2 separate regions of the Mus musculus genome follow, and region 2 is linked to region 1. A link is a contact called in public HiChIP or PLAC-seq data. All regions are on one chromosome and are shown on one strand. The core of a region is the stretch at or near the end of the contact, and the rest is flanking DNA. Distances in the headings are between cores, read along the strand shown.

Region 1 (5,525 bases), core at 836-3,335:
TTCCCATGATTTTACAGTCACCTACGGGGCTTCTCCATGCCTATAATTTCCAGCCCTGTTTTGCCAAGTGCACAGCAGCTACGTGACAAGAATGCACCATCACTGTCTAGTCCACCTTCCTGATCTTTCCCATCTACAGTGGAATTGGGTATTCACTCTTGTCATCTGACCTCTCTTGACTCACGTCCATTCCCTCCCGTGCACGGGTCAGTACTGATGTTCACTGGCATTCTCTCTCAGGGCAGCTCTCGCCACAATGCTACCACCAGATGCCACCTCATTGATGACTGCACCGTGCTATACTCATGACTCTTAGGAGGCATAGGTTACAAAGGTATTTCATATATTATAGGTAAATGTCGACCACTTGCCTCTAAAACACTCTTTAAAGCAAAGTAGTGACTTCCCAGTCAACCACTCTTTCTCCTTCCTTCCTTCCTTCCTTCCTTCCTTCCTTCCTTCCTTCCTTCCTTCCTTCCTTTGTTGAGTATAGTTATTTGATATGGAGTTATTCTGGTCTTTCTTTTCTATCCTCCAACTGCTAACAGCCAACCATCCTTCGAGGTAAATTATGATGCTCATGTTGGCAAGAGCCGTGCAGACTGACTCAATGCCAGCTGGGCACTTAGGCAGATAGCTCCACAGGAGGACAGACCCAGGGAGCCTACAGATGCGGGCAAGCCTATGCTTACTCCTCAATGGCTTTTTAAAAGGTGCCCAGTAGCATCTGCCAACATTTCGAAATTTGAAAATTGTAAGCCTAAAAGATATATTTTTTTTTCGAATTTGATACCAGCCAGAGATACATGAGAACCAGTCTCAAACAAATAAACAACACCCCCCCCCCCAAAGGAAAAAGCAAACAAACAAAACTTCAAACAATCTAGGTCCCACTGAGGATTAAGGTTGGAGGTTGTTAATTTGTATTTATCACTCAAAGAAAAATATGTCTTCCCTTGACATCCAAACGAGTCAAACGCAAGTACTGGGCTACGTTATACCCAGCCCAAGCTCACCTTCTCTAGCAACACTGAGATACACCAGAACTGACTTGTGATGTGTACTTTGATCTTCTCTACCAAACGTCCTTATAAATGTCTACATGCGTGTTCCTACTGCTTCTTAAAGCTATGCAACAGTTCCCAATATATGACTCTCCTTTAGACACGTTAGCTACATCATGTGGCACCCCGAGTAGAAAACATGTTACATTTTTTGCAGTCATTACAACTTATTTACAGAGGCTGGAGAGATGGCTCAGTGGTTAGAGCTCTTCCAGAGGACCTGGGTTCAATTCCCAGCACCCACATGGAGGCTCCACCGCTGTCTGTAGCTCCAGCTCCAGGAGTCCCAAAACCATCACACAGATACACAGGAAAGCCCAATGCCAACGCACACAAAACAACAGCAACAAAAACTAGTTACAAGCGTAGGCCACAACTGCCGTTACTGACATAAAAAGTGTATTTTGGGGTAGATAAGGGACATCTCGGTCAAATTTTTCTGAGAAGAGTTAAAGAGTACAAAAACAAAACCCAAACTGAATTCTCTAAGCCCACCATTCCTATGGGTGAGCTCAGCCATGCCTGAGTACATCTGAGCCAAGGAGCAAGGTACACACAAAGCTGGCATCACTAACTGCTGTTCACAGGAGTGGGGCTGGCATGTTTACTGTGTAAATGTTCTTACTCGATAGTCAGAACAGATTCCTACACTACTCGATTTATTGTAAATAAAGCAAAAGTCAGCCCAGTGCTCTTTCCTGGATACTAATGTAAGGAGCATGTGTAGAAAAGTTCCTTTCCACTTGGGAAAGCAAAACACTCATCTTTAAAATGTGCGTCATTTTACATCCCACACAAGATAGTCTATATCTCACACCTCGCCTCTCTCGACCTTCTCAGGGTCCCTAACTCAAGAGACTTTTGGTGGGAATGGCCACTTTTCTACCGGTCACCACCTGAAGGTCCCAGCAAAACAAACAAACAAACCAAACAAAACCAAAAATCCCAGTGGGCTGAGCAGGATGGGCTGCAGCTTGGGGCAGGTTTCTGCCTGAACTGGGATGAGGCACAGTCTGCGCAGCACACTGCAGATCCACCTCAGATGATTCTGGCAGGCAGCAATGGGTAGGAAGCGGAGCTCTCCTGAAAGGCTTATCAGGTGAAAGATTTGTGTTCTCCTCTGAAAAATGTCATGTTTGGAAAGAGGGTGGGGGAACTGCAAGTCACAGTGAACAAAAACCAACAGCAAGATATAACACAAAAAAGTACACAACGGAAGTATTGAAATCTGTGTGGAGGGAGAGGGAGGGAGGGAGAGGGGGTACTGTGACCCCTTTCAAAGCTTCCTGCTTTCGTCTGATGCTGTTTGAGAAATCAGGTCCTGTGAAGTTAAGCATGCCTCCTCACTGAGTCATGAATTGCTAAATATGTACTTATTCTTCTTTATAACTTCAGTTGCCAGCGACAGTAATTACCTGGCAAATAAAGGCTGAAGTCCTTATTACAAAGGCCAGCCCCTTAAGGAAGGGAAATTGCATGCCGCCCACTCCGGTCGTTTGTCATGAAATTCAATCATTAGTTTTATTTTGTGTGTCTTTCAGGCGAGCCCTAATAAAACCACTTCATCTGGGGCAAATCCCCAGGGGAGAAGCACATTAAGTCAAATTATGTGGAACTGTCCTAGCAGATCCTAAAGAACCTGACTAAATTATACACAGGGCACACCTGGACTCACCGATTGCCAAAAAGAAAATATCCCCTGAAGTCAGAGGCAAGAAGCAACAGGTCCCAATTCAAACCAAGGATTCTTCAACTGGGAGGAATAATGTTTCCCCATTCTCATAATTGACTTGCTTGTTCATTCAGTCATCTGTCCATCCACCATCCATCCACCATCCATCCATCCATCCATCCATCCACCATCCATCCATCCATCCATCCATCGAACATACATCCATCCATCCAACATCCATCTATCCACCATCCATCCATCCATCCATCCATCCATCCATCCACCATCAATCCATCCATCCATCCATCCATCGAACATACATCCATCCATCCAACATCCATCTATCCACCATCCATCCATCCGTCCGTCCATCCACCATCCATCCATCCATTCAAATATACTGGGAACCAAGTACATGCCCAGCATTAAATAGGAGTTAAAGAAACCATCGTGAACAAAGTGACTAGAGTCCAATGGAACAACAAACAATGAACTACAAGCCCTAGAGTGCCAGGAAACAAAAGGTATAAGTCAAAAATGGGAGGGTCTGTGACTTGGAGTCGTGGGAGGTCTCTCTGAGAAGAGAAATTTAGGTACTCGATAGCAGGGAGACTGCCAAGACTGTTAAGTGCAGCAAGGGCCTTTAACACATTAGCACAAGGCACTTAGCGCCATGATTTATGGAATGAGAAGGGAACTAGGAATTTAGAGGACTAGCCAGAACACACCCAAATCAAGCAACTGTTATGTGTGGAGCCAATTCCTAAATTCTGGATAAAAGCAGCCAAGAAATGGCAGCTATCCTGAAGCCCTGGCCAGTGAAGGCAGGCATGTCCTCCATGTACATGCGTTCAGTGTACTCCCCAGTAAATCCTGTTTACCTACTAATGAGCCAGCTGACCTCTCCATGCTGTTAACACAAGCGTATCAACATCAATGAGAAGTTGGGGTCAGAGGATGTCTGTCCCTTTCCTCCATTTCCCCCAATTCCTGAAGCTGTGACCTTGTGGATAAAGACCAGATCTCAGTAAACAAATGAAAAGAAACACTATGGTTTTTATTTCCATAAGAAAGACCAAAAGCCATCAATTTGGCATTTTCAAATCACTGCATTTTATCTTTAAAATTAATAATAATAATAATAATAATAATAATAATAATAAAGTCTAGAAGTATAGCTCAGCAGTTAAGAGCACCGACTGCTCCTTCAGAGGTCCTGACTTCAATTCCCAGCAACCACATCGTGGTTCACAACCATCTGTATGGAATCTGAGGCCCTCTTCTGGTGTGTCTGAAGAGAGCAACAGTGTACTCACAGACATAAAATAACTAAAATAGATCTTTAAATATAATAATAATAACCATGTATTTCTTTTATGGGAAGAAACAAGTTTAGAAGCAATTTCTAGTTCCTATCTCTGAGAAGCAACAGAGAAGAGATCGGCCGGCAGCATGGATAGCTCCGTATAATTGAACCAAACTGAAAAATTGACTGTGACTCAGATCTTAGCTTCAGAGAAGATACAGCCCTGGGATGGCACTCATCCTTTGACCAGTTTGTCATAAGCCAAAGCCACTGAGCCAACCTAGGCCCTGCCGAGCAGCCAGCAGCTGCCATCCCTAACAGAACGCTCCCGGCAAACTGCACTGTTGGACATTCACCTTTGTGGGTGTCCATCTGCATCGGTTCATTCTCAGCAGGAAGAACCTAAGACAGGCAAACGGATCAGAAGAGCCACAGCCAGCGGGGCGTTCCTCACGGCGCCAGGAAAGAAGCTTGAAAGCATTAAGTCTTGGGTTAAAACCATATGAGAGAGCTAAGTGCTCAGAAGAGCTGGTTTTGCCTCCTGTCATGGATCTTAGGATAGGAGAATGGCAGTAAGACACAGTGACACGGGTCAGGTCAGGTGTCTTGAGGTGTTATCTCTGCAGCACAGAGCTGAGGGAACCACTTCTCCAGAGAGCTGACACGGAGGCCCAGTGCATCTCTCCACAAATGGGACATCGCTCACTCACTGCCAGGTGCCTCTTTCTAGGTGACAGCGTTACATCCGTGCCAAACTTGTTCCCAGAAACTTATCAGCCACACGGAAACTACAAAGCTATCCCTTGCCCAACAAGCTTTAACACACAAAGTTAGCCCTCCGGGCCTGCTTCAAATAACCTCGACTCTATTGAAGCCGGTTAGCACCTGCCTATCAAAGGCTCAGCTGAGGTAAGTGATATTTATGAAGCATGACCTAAGAGACTTTGAATCTCCACTTATTCTGGGTCCTACCCTTGAAGCAACTTCCGGCACCAGAATCCTTGGATTGTCTCCTGCAGGCCACCCCCAGCCCCAGGAGTCACCTTTGCTAATTATACAACAGTGCACCCTCTCTCTTTTATCAAGAAGAGTTCACGGTGAACACTGTAAAAGGCATGTTAAGCCTCCGACACGAAATCCCTCCACGGAACGCTTTGCTTACTGTTTCTCCTGTACATCATCACACTTATGTCTGTCTGGCAAATGTTCTACTGGCCCCAAATTTCTAAGTTTTTCACTTAATGCCTAGAATAATTAGTATGTTTCTTTCTCTCCCCCTGACTATCTGTAAACAGCTGTATTTCCCTTTGATTCCGTATTTACAAGCCACAGCCATCCTTGCCAGCTACACTCATACTAAACACTAGCATAAGTGCTTTCCCCTCCACGGCCTGGGACTGTCTATTTCTAATTAAGAGTTATTAACACGCTATTTAGCTGTATCTACCTTAAGTGTGGGCAGACACAGAGATTAATATGTGAG
Region 2 (5,525 bases), core at 1,848-4,347, 950 kb after region 1:
TGCAAACTAAAGCAGCGTGGCTTGCTCCATGTGTACCCCAGAACAGCCTTATCAAAAGAGGATCCAGTGATCATCTCATTGCTGTCTGGGGACTGAGAGAAGGTTAGACCTGACCGTGAGGGTTGACAAACAAGAGAGGCTATGCTGAAGAGACTTGAGACTTGGCCTATAAGGTTTCTTCAACAAAACAAAGATCTCCTAAACTAACTGAGTACCAAGCCTGCCTGCAGAATTTCTGTGTAACTCAGACTAGTTTTGAACTCATAATCCTCCTGCCTCAGCTTCCCAAATATTGAGTTACAAATGTTACCCAGCTTCTCCCTTCATTTTTTTTTAACTTTTGAAGCTGGCAAGTTATTTTCACATCTTTGAGGCTCTGTTGTGAGAAACAGTGAGGTTAGTAACCACCTCACGTGATCACTGAAAGGGCTACATTGTATATAAAAGTGACCAGATTACAGCACCATTGAGAGAGTTACATAAAAGTAGCCAGCTCGCAGTGTCACTGAGAGGGTTACATTGTATATAAAAGGAACCAACCAGCTCACAGTGTCACTGAGAGGGTTACATTGTATATAAAAGTAACCAACCAGCTCGCAGTGTCACTGAGAGGGTTACATTGTATATAAAAGTAACCAACCAGCTCACAGTGTCACTGAGAGGGTTACATTGTATATAAAAGGAACCAACCAGCTCACAGGATCACTGAGAGGGTTACATTGTATATAAAAGTAACCAACCAGCTCACAGTGTCACTGAGAGGGTTACATTGTATATAAAAGTAACCAACCAGCTCACAGGATCACTGAGAGGGTTACATTGTATATAAAAGTAACCAACCAGCTCACAGTGTCACTGAGAGGGTTACATTGTATATAAAAGGAACCAACCAGCTCACAGGATCACTGAGAGGGTTACATTGTATATAAAAGTAACCAACCAGCTCACAGTGTCACTGAGAGGGTTACATTGTATATAAAAATAACCAGCTCACAGGATCACTGAGAGGGTTACATTGTATATAAAAGTAACCAACCAGCTCACAGGATCACTGAGAGGGTTACATTGTATATAAAAGTAACCAGCTCACAGGATCACTGAGAGGGTTACATTGTATATAAAAGTAACCAGCTCACAGGATCACTGAGAGGGTTACATTGTATATAAAAGTAACCAACCAGCTCACAGGATCACTGAGAGGGTTACATTGTATATAAAAGTAACCAACCAGCTCACAGGATCACTGAGAGGGTTACATTGTATATAAAAATAACCAGCTCACAGGATCACTGAGAGGGTTACATTGTATATAAAAGTAACCAACCAGCTCGCAGTGTCACTGAGAGGGTTACATTGTATATAAAAGTAACCAACCAGCTCACAGGATCACTGAGAGGGTTACATTGTATATAAAAGGAACCAACCAGCTCACAGGATCACTGAGAGGGTTACATTGTATATAAAAGTAACCAACCAGCTCACAGTGTCACTGAGAGGGTTACATTGTATATAAAAATAACCAGCTCACAGGATCACTGAGAGGGTTACATTGTATATAAAAGTAACCAGCTCACAGGATCACTGAGAGGGTTACATTGTATATAAAAGTAACCAACCAGCTCGCAGTGTCACTGAGAGGGTTACATTGTATATAAAAATAACCAACCAGCTCACAGGATCACTGAGAGGGTTACATTGTATATAAAAGGAACCAACCAGCTCGCAGTGTCACTGAGAGGGTTACATTGTATATAAAAGTAACCAGCTCACAGGATCACTGAGAGGGTTACATTGTATATAAAAGTAACCAACCAGCTCACAGGATCACTGAGAGGGTTACATTGTATATAAAAGTAACCAACCAGCTCACAGGATCACTGAGAGGGTTACATTGTATATAAAAATAACCAGCTCACAGGATCACTGAGAGGGTTACATTGTATATAAAAATAACCAGCTCACAGGATCACTGAGAGGGTTACATTGTATATAAAAGGAACCAACCAGCTCACAGGATCACTGAGAGGGTTACATTGTATATAAAAGTAACCAACCAGCTCACAGGATCACTGAGATGGTTACATTGTACATAAAAATAACCAACCAGCTCACAGGATCACTGAGAGGGTTACATTGTATATAAAAGGAACCAACCAGCTCACAGGATCACTGAGAGGGTTACATTGTATATAAAAGTAACCAACCAGCTCACAGGATCACTGAGAGGGTTACATTGTATATAAAAGTAACCAACCAGCTCGCAGTGTCACTGAGAGGGTTACATTGTATATAAAAGTAACCAACCAGCTCACAGGATCACTGAGAGGGTTACATTGTATATAAAAGTAACCAACCAGCTCACAGGATCACTGAGAGGGTTACATTGTATTACATCATACAATCCAGAGAGTAAGTCCTCAGCAAAGGGATGGTCTTTATTACTAGTAATACTAGAAGAATCACAAATTCTTTCCTTTGGATCTCCTGGTTAATGTCACCGGGTCAGTGTTGGTGTGGACAGAGAACATGGCATCCTTTGGTAAGAAATATAGCATGTAAAGCCAGCTCCAAGACAAAGGAGTCTGGCTTCACAGCTATTTGTTCTTCCCTATGGGATAGCACTTTGCCATGGCATATTCTAATTTATCTGCTGAGCCTAGGAGGGGGTAGTGCAGAACCTCCCATCCATGGCTGAGCCTAGGAGGGGTAGTTCAGAGTCTTCCATCCACGGCTGAGTGTGCAACAGTCTCTTAATTTCACCACTTTGATCAGTTATAAATCTCTGCAGTTACTACTGTCCACTGCCAAAAGGACTGTCTCTGACCAAAGCTAATAATAGCATGGAAATAAACATAATTATTTAGATTACAATTTGATGGGCACATTATACCCATTTAGCAGAACAATAGCAGCATTTTTAGTATTTAGTAATGCCCATGGCTTCATCCCAGTCACCAGCTTTTGACCAGGTTTGCAGTACCACACACGGATTGTATCCTGAGGCAGAGGCCTCAGCTCGGGTAGACAGCAGCAGTTAACTACCCTCATAACAGACTTTCCACTACTGCTCCAGGGACACTTCCTGTCCAGTCAGTACTGTAGCATGCAGGGACCACAGCTGAGTAAGCCCTTTGATGCCAGTTCCCCCACTGTAGCCTGCATGGCACCCTTTGGCAAGCCAGAAGGGAAGAGGCAGCAAGGGAACTGGCTGAGAGGCAGGATCACACCATTGTCCTGCTTAGCAGCCAGCGTACTACATCCTCAGTGAACTTTGTTGTTGAACAAAAGCTCAGCCCTATGACAGTAATGTGGATCTGGGTAGATTTATTCTAAAAGAATCAAACTAAAAGAAGAGAAGAATTCATGTGATGTTTTCCAAAGAAACCACATCAACAATGGATGGAAAGGAGAAAGAGAGGGAGAGAGAAAATGGAGGAACAGTGGAGAGAGGGAAAGGGAAGGGAGGAGGGATGGAAGAAGGGAGGGAGGAAGAAGGGAGAGAGGAAGAGGGAGGAGAGGGGAGGAAGGGGGAGGGAGGACCAAAGCAATCATAGGAAAATTCAAGAATCTAATGCATATCTAATTAGCTGAGATATCACAGAGCTATTATTAAAACTTAGGAAATCCAGACACGAGCAGAAAGAAACCTCTAGTTGTTTCATGAAATACATTTTTAGCAGAAGGAATACTCCCACCCTGTAAGTTATATGAATGCATATGAATATGAACTATCTGGGGCTTTAGACACTTGCCCTACTGTAGGAACATGCATTGCATGTTTGTTTGTTTAATCTTTGCACTACTGTTGCTACACATTTCGTGTATGTGAAGTTATCTATTTTTAAATAAAATCAAATGGCGAATGCTCCATGATAATCTGATGCCCTCCCTGTTTCCAGACCGCAGTGACCTCCCATGGCCCCTCCCACCCCAGGAATCCGACTTTACCAGCTCCGACTGCACCACTCAGGGACTCTGGCCAATCAGAAGCAATCACTTGTGTTTGATGTTCATGTTGTCAAAACTCAATGTGAAACACAGTCATACTAAGCTGGGATCGATACAGGATGTGAAAGGGTTGACCTCTAACTAGAAAAGTACTTTCTAGATAGTTAGCTGAGGTATGGCTGTCACTCTCCTGAGCACCGGAATTCAAAAGATAGCAGACAAACTTTCAACCCTTAAGGAAGTTCAAAGGCAGCCAGGAGAGAGAGAGAGAGAGAGAGACCCGGAGGCAGCAGCTACAGTATAATACAATTAGTGTAAGACAGAACATGGAATAAATACCATAGATTGTTAATGAGGGCATGCTTGGTACAAAAAATAGGAATGGCTTTAAACTGTCTGGAAGGCAGGTGGGAGCGTGACAAGGTTGTAGGGAAATGATTTGAACCCAAGGAAGGAACATCTGGGAGCTAGAAGGAGTGATATTGTGAAACCAGGTAACTAAGCCAATCTCCCCCTCCTTTCCCTCCCTCTCCCCCTCCCCCCTTCTCTCCTGGGGCCTCTCTTCTCTCTCCATCTCCTCTCCTTCTAGGTGAATGCCCTCTGTCTGGATCTCATCTGTACTATCGTGCTCTAGATAAACTCTGCTTTCTCTGTTTACTTGGCCTCCCTCAAACGGCCTCCGGTTCCCCGGTCTTCAGACCCAGCACTTCAACAGCTTGTTGGTGTCTTTGAGTCCTAATTCTAAATTCCTAAAGGAGAAAACCCTCGTTCATCAGTCTTGGATCTGGCCCCAGAGTGGCTGGAGCAGGAGTCTGGGACCTCCTTGTTGTATTTAGCAAAGGGAGAGAAGGGAGACGTGAGACAGACAACAGCCAGTCGATCTCTTTACAGGAGAGCTGAGGACCTAACTGACTGGACATTCTGTGACCAAGAAGGTAGTGTGGGTTGAATTTTGTGGGTGATAGTGAGGAGATTCAAGTTTCAAATTAGATTATGGAGTAGAATCAACAGACTTGACCCATGGTAGAGGGAGAGCAGCAAATCACATGGCTGCTTTGGCCCATTGTTAAGGAGCCTCCACAATGTCACTGTCCTGGGAACTACCAAGTTCACCTTCCACTGACAACTCAGTGAGTGAATTTCCCTCTGCTTCAGCAGAAGTCCCTTGCATCCAACACTAGGTCTAACTGAAGCAAAAAGGGGAACAGGAAGCCATCTGATTCCTCAATGAAACTGGATGCATCCTTTGAAGTCTAAGATTTTGCTGCAAACCACATTAAAAATAAGTGGATGCATGCACACACATATGCATACAAACACATATATGCACACATACCATATGTACACATACATATACACATGCCTACATGTACACAATTGCATACACACATGTGCATATACATACACATAATTACACATACACAGTGCATACACATATATGCACACACAGTGCACACATATTATATACAACACACACACACAAGTACTTTCATAGAAAGGTGCAGAGATTTTTTTTTCTGGCTAATTATTCTGTTTCTTACTAATGTATAGAGCAAGCTCTCCAGTCAAGTAGTTGA

Evidence for each region. HiChIP or PLAC-seq counts read pairs in DNA pulled down with a chosen protein or histone mark.
Region 2: a contact with region 1 is called in a FOXA1 HiChIP or PLAC-seq map of pancreatic cancer cells. The contact joins two enhancer-like sites. A contact is called at or near these places in 1 of 15 datasets of contacts at CTCF or cohesin (large pre-B cells) and 3 of 115 datasets of contacts at active chromatin or transcription factors (astrocytes, microglia and pancreatic cancer cells).

Annotation. Positions count from the first base shown.
Region 1 is chr5:99,234,981-99,240,505 of GRCm38.p6, forward strand. The region is part of intron 4 of Rasgef1b (RasGEF domain family, member 1B); the gene reads right to left. Among named protein-coding and RNA genes, the nearest start is that of Rasgef1b, 15 kb to the right of the region's middle. Within about 2 kb of position 2,086, at least 25 of the 459 cell types and tissues checked have an H3K27ac peak or open chromatin away from gene starts, as enhancers often do. A contact at or near this core is called in pancreatic cancer cells, where this site is marked.
Region 2 is chr5:100,182,109-100,187,633 of GRCm38.p6, forward strand. No RefSeq gene overlaps it. Among named protein-coding and RNA genes, the nearest start is that of Tmem150c, 26 kb to the left of the region's middle. Within about 2 kb of position 3,098, at least 13 of the 459 cell types and tissues checked have an H3K27ac peak or open chromatin away from gene starts, as enhancers often do. A contact at or near this core is called in pancreatic cancer cells, where this site is marked.